2 separate regions of the Dromaius novaehollandiae genome follow, and region 1 is linked to region 2. A link is a contact called in public Hi-C data. All regions are on one chromosome and are shown on one strand. Each heading gives the region's core, a stretch centred on a gene start, on an enhancer-like site or on the middle of the called end of the contact. The rest is flanking DNA. Distances are from core to core; before and after follow the strand shown.

Region 1 (2,700 bases), core at 76-2,575, 72 kb before region 2:
TGAACGCTATGGCATAGGTGTAGTTTATGCAGTCAGCGGTCCACAGGCTCACTGAAGAGGGACAAGGACAGGCTACCGGCAGGATGCAACCTGCAGCATTGCAACCATATTGAAAAGCAGTTCAGTCGCCACCGAAGAGTAATTCCATGCAGGCTCAGGTACCGAGGAAGCAGGGTAAGTCAGGCCTATCCAGGATTCTGTGCTGTCATGGCTGGTTTTCTTCTGGTACTTGATGCAATTTTCGTGACATTTAAACGTCACTCAGTGCCCCTTTGCTACAATGTCTTCTGCAGTGGAGGCAGGCAAAGCACCTCACAGCACCCTCAGCGTTATGCTCCAACTGGAACAACCTTCAGCTGCAGCCATGCTGAATCCACAGGCAAACCCCAAAATGGGTAAAAAGCTGCTAGCATAACACATGCAGGGTTCGGTGCAAACAGTAACTAATCAGCCATGCTAATGCTCCTGTGAGGCAAGCTACTCATTTGATTATTGCCAATTTTCAGAGACAATACTGAGGTGAAGGCGCTTATCCGGGGTCCCGTAGTAAGTTGATACACGAGCCAGAATTAAAGGATGAAATCTTCTGAACTTCCAGCTCACTTCTAAAAACAGGCTGTTGATTCACTTATATTCTTGTGGGATTTTTTTGGTTTTATAAACTCTCAGTTTGTTAAAGGTCCAGAAATAATTTGAAAAGTATTTTTGCGGTATTTTTTATGAGTATTGACAACCAGTGATAGCAATTGGCAGTGCAAATCTCTTCAAACAAGTAAGTGGCATTTTGTTGCAACAGCAAAATCGTGTCAGCTACCTAATATTAATCATTTGCTACCATTTAGCATTCTAATTGCAGTGAGGACTAATATAGCCATCAGTCAGCATCTTCAAGTAAAATTCCTCATTTAGCCATTTTAAAATATTGGTGGCTCATGGGTCTGGTGTGGGAAGCACATCTCCTTTTCTGTGGGTGGCGGCAGCCGTAGCCGCCTTACTCCGGCAGACTTTAGACCATTTTGATAAGCAGGCAAGATACGCAACGAGGAGAGAAAGCTGCGGTTCGTCCTAGAATAAAACCTGCGGCTGACCCCTTTTTTTTTTTGTTCCCCCTCCCCAGCCCCCGGCCCTCCTCCTGCTCATCGGGGTGCAGCTATACCAGGGCAGGACTTTGCCGTGGCCGCTGCTCCTTAGCGCTGCCCGGGGCACCACGCGCGGCCCCAGCGCCCCCTCCGTCCGCCGCGGCCGCGGGGCCGTGCTGCTGCTGCCCCCTCCCGGGGCGGCGCGCGGCCCCTTTAAGGCGGCGCGGCGGCCGCGGCGCGCTGTCCCTTTAAAAGGCGGCGCCGGAGCGGCTCGCCGCGGGAGGCCGCGGCCATTGTGTGCCGGGTTTTGCCCCCCTTCCCGCCGGCCCGGCGCTCGCAGCCGCGCCGTTAAAAGAGCAGGCAAGATGGCTGAGCTGGGCGGCAAGGGGGTCACCGCGGGCAAGATCGCCAGCAACGTCCAGAAGAAGCTCACGCGGGCGCAGGAGAAGGTAGAGGCGGCGGCGGCTCCGCCGCGACCTGCGGGCAGCCCTGGGGCCGCCCGGCCTCCGCTCTCGGCTGCGGGGCGGCGTTGCCCGGGCCGGGGCGCCTGTGCGTGCGGGATCCCCGCAGCGCCCGGGGCGTTTGCCGGGGAGAGCCTGGGAACGCGAAACGCTGTGAGCGCCGCGGATTTACCGCCCGTCTGCGCGCTCTGGGGGAGGAGGATGAGCAGAAACAGCTTCAGATTCAGCCTGGAAGAGGGGAGGAGGACCGAGAACTGCCTATTGGCTTTAAATTTGTAGATATAGGTTGTTTTAGCAGAAGAGACCTTTTTATAATGCTTACGTTGCATTTCGTACAGCGATTTCAAGAGCTGCACTGCATATGTAGCTGTGCTGCATAGGTAACCTTAAAGACAGCGAGGAAAGAGAGATGGGCACCCCCTTCCTTGCTTATCTTGTAAAAACGTAGGATGGTGTTTGCAGCTTGTGTTACTGCCCTTGAGCTCCAGATTTCGAGCTGGCTGTAAGGCAGAAACCATAGCCTCCCTGAACGCTGCGCTGTTGCCTGGCGGGGGGAGGGATGGATTTTGAATCCTGGGGCCCCTCTCCCCGCTCTGCACCCTGTGCTGGAGAAAGGTGCCAGGAATAGGCAATGGATAGTTTTCACGTTCATCTCTCTGGCATGCTGCTTCTGGCGCCAGATGCCTGCCCTGTGTAGGGATTATTAGACGTTTTACGCAGGGACATTGATCAGCTGCTTTTATCTCCAGCACGCACATCTTGGTTTTCAGTGATTTGCTGTGGGATGACATTGACTCAATAAGGACTGGTGTAGCTTGGAGGGAGGGAGGGTGGAACAGATCGGCCCTATTGCTGCTGCTGTTTCCTGGGAGTTATCTTTAGCAGATTTAATCTGCAAGGTTTGGGACTGGATGCAGTGCTAGCCTGAGCCTTGTACCGATCATTGACACTGTTTGAAAATGCTGCTGGGTCAGAATGGGAATGCAAACCTATGGGGCCTAATTCTGTCCATACTGCTTCCACCAGCTTAAAGCTGGAGTGGGCTTTGAACTTGCTTTACTGGTCTGGAAGAAAACAAGTGAAGAGCAGATCCAGTGTAGAACTGGCTGCAGCAACAAATTCTTGGCCTCCCTTCTTACACTGCCCACTAACACCTGGTC
Region 2 (2,700 bases), core at 66-2,565:
ATCCAGAGTCAGGCTTCAATTCCAGCATGTAGACCATCAGGAAAATTCTTTGCCTGCTTTGCAATGGTACCTGGTGGGGGCAGGTGATAGAGAATCAAAGAGGATGGTTCGTAAGTGAGACAGAGCGTTCCCAGGAGATGTCAGCAACTCTTCAACTATTTGAGTACAGCAGTGTGTGTTCCCCGCCCCACCCACCCCCACCCCCACCAAAGGAAGAGTGGGAACAGATGGGGGCTATCTTCTCTTGGGATAGTTGACTGTGTACACATGCTTGGGTGCAAGTCTGTGCTTGGCCAGCCTGTGCTGGCCAGCCCAGGCTTTCTTGTGGCACTCGAAGCTCTTTTCTCAATCTTTTTCTCTCTTGTTTTTGCATTTTGCAGTTGAACCAAAACCTCCATGATGTCCTGCTGGGTCTAGACAAGCAGTACTCAGGCAATGCCTTCCCTGTTAAAGCACAGCCCAGGTCAGTAACTGTGGGAGCAGTATCTTTCCTTGGCAGGGGAGGAGGGGCAGGCTGAGGCTGTGGTACAGGGAAGTCTCTTCTAGTTGCATTGAAACCACCATGTTGTTGTTTGGGAAGCAATTTGATTGCCTGCATGTAGTCAGCCAGTGCCCTTCTGAGATTCCGGAAGACATGTCCAAGGTTGCACCTGGGGCTGGCAGAGACAACACAAGATGACTTCCCTTTCTGTAATAGCAGCTGGAGGCCTAAACTTTCACTGCATACTGATGTTTAGGCAACTAACTCCTGCCCCTGCTGTTTTTAAAGCTGAATTCCATGCACCAACACTGTAATACTGAGCAGCCCTTCTTCCTTGGTCTAGTTGCCCTGCACTCTCACCCCATTCTTTCCTCTAAAGCTTCCCCCACAAACCCGCAACTTGCGATCTCTAGAGAGTCAAAACAATCCTGTTTACTTCCCCAGCCTCCTATTTTGCCCTCCAAACTTGGAGCCTCCTGTTTGCCAAAGTCTTATGCCTCCTGTGTATTGAAATGGGATGTGTTGCTTCCACGTGTGTTGTGCAGCCTCACTAGTATGAGGCCTTCTAATCTGAGAATGCCTCCGATCTGCCTGCGTGCAAGGAATGAGTGTCCTCCAGGCCTTTAGTTTTCTTTCCTTGGTTAGGTCCCATCCTTTTTGGTTAACTGCAGATCTGCACATTCTCTCTCACTGAGAGGGGAGGGAGAGGTCAGGCACTGGATGAGGTGGCGTCTGGCTCCTGTCCAAATGCGTGAGTGATGAAACAATGCAGGGCTCTGGCTTCCAGCTGCTGCTAATCCCACGTGCCGGGTGAGCAGGAATGCAGCCCGTGTCCTCAATTGGTATACTGATGGAGGGGGAGGTGAAGTCAGCATGAAGTAAGGACAAGCTGCAGTTCCAGCGTATGGATTTGGAGAGGCTGGATCAGCTGTTGAGAGCTCTGTGCTCCCTTGTCTTACCTGCCTGTTTAACCCCCTGTTACAGTCATGCATAGACGACTTGCGTGTCTTGTTCCAGTGTGGCTAACTTTAAAAGAGGACGCTCAAGTGAAATTTGGCCCATGAATTTTGGATTGCTAACATCAGATCTCCAAGATGCTAGTAGAAAGGCTTCTTGTGAAAATAATACCCTCTTCCAAAGTTAGCACAAGGTGCCTGTTAGTCATCACAGCCCAAAGACTGAAGACTTGCGAGGGGGCTGCCGGTGCATAGCCTTTTACTGCTGTGTGCCTTGCTGTTTCTGATAGCAGCATCCACCAGAAAAGGATGAGGTAACAGGAAGGGTGAAGGTTGTAGCCTTTGCTTTGTCCAGCTGCTTCCTCCTCCTTCCTTCCTCAAGGAAGTGATTGCAGGCTGTAGTGACAGCTTGGCCAAGACATGTTTATTATTGTTGTGGCCTGAAAGAGCTTCCAAGAAAATAAATTACCTGTTGTCATGATTCCTGCCCACACAAACTGCAAGCTTCACCTGGGGATATAATAGGTGACTTAGCTGCACCTCTGCTCTCTTTGGCTGCCTGGGAGGCCACAGGGCCGTAAAAACAAAACTGAGCACGCAGAAGAGCCTGCGCAGGTAGCAATTCAGCTGCTGCTGCTTCATCACTTCCTTCCCTGCTCAGGCGTCAGCTGAGATGCCAGACTTGCCCTAAAGCAGCTGTGCTGCCCTGAACGCAGTGGAGCAGAGGGTTGTAGGAGGATGCATCAGACGTTTGCTAGGACAGTAGATGTTTTAGACTGACCAGGAAATGTAGTGAGGTACTTCTGTCATCCACCACATCTGCGTGCCCCCTGTCCCCCTGCCCCCATCGTGGTGATGTTTTAAGGCTGTAGGGCTGGAGCAGCACCATGCAGGAGGAAATACCCGTTACCGTTCTGATTGCCCATTGTGGCATGCATTAAGAGCAGATGCTTCCCTAACCCTTCCCTACTGGGAAGGGGATTGGGGATGGATACAATAGCAGGAAATGAATTAAGAGGTGTGAGAAGAGAGGCATTTACCTTTTACATGACCACAGCATCCATGTGAGCGCCTACAGAAACCTTACTGTGGCTGACAAAATCAGCCTGGCTACATAGCACAAGTAGCACAGACTAGCTGATGTGTTTCTAGGGACCTCAGACATATATCTGAGATACGTTTTTGAAAGTCTTTGACCATTCAGGGCTGTCAGATTTCTGGAAGACCTAGGAGATCTGTACATTATCATAATATGATCAGACA

The links. Hi-C and Micro-C count contacts between places; a contact is called where the count stands out from the background.
Region 1: a contact with region 2 is called in a Hi-C map of liver, with 3 times the contacts expected there. The contact joins the promoter of BIN1 here to the enhancer-like site in region 2. A contact is called at or near these places in 3 of 4 Hi-C or Micro-C datasets (brain, liver and ovary).

The regions. Positions count from the first base shown.
Region 1 is chr7:16,919,666-16,922,365 of bDroNov1.hap1, reverse strand. It overlaps BIN1 (bridging integrator 1), which reads left to right and starts at 1,325. Exons shown (of 14, transcript XM_026095624.2): 1 at 1,325-1,528. The coding sequence starts at 1,445.
Region 2 is chr7:16,847,301-16,850,000 of bDroNov1.hap1, reverse strand. It overlaps BIN1 (bridging integrator 1), which reads left to right. Exons shown (of 14, transcript XM_026095624.2): 9 at 381-463. Among named protein-coding and RNA genes, the nearest start is that of BIN1, 72 kb to the left of the region's middle. Within about 2 kb of position 1,315, at least 2 of the 2 cell types and tissues checked have open chromatin away from gene starts, as enhancers often do.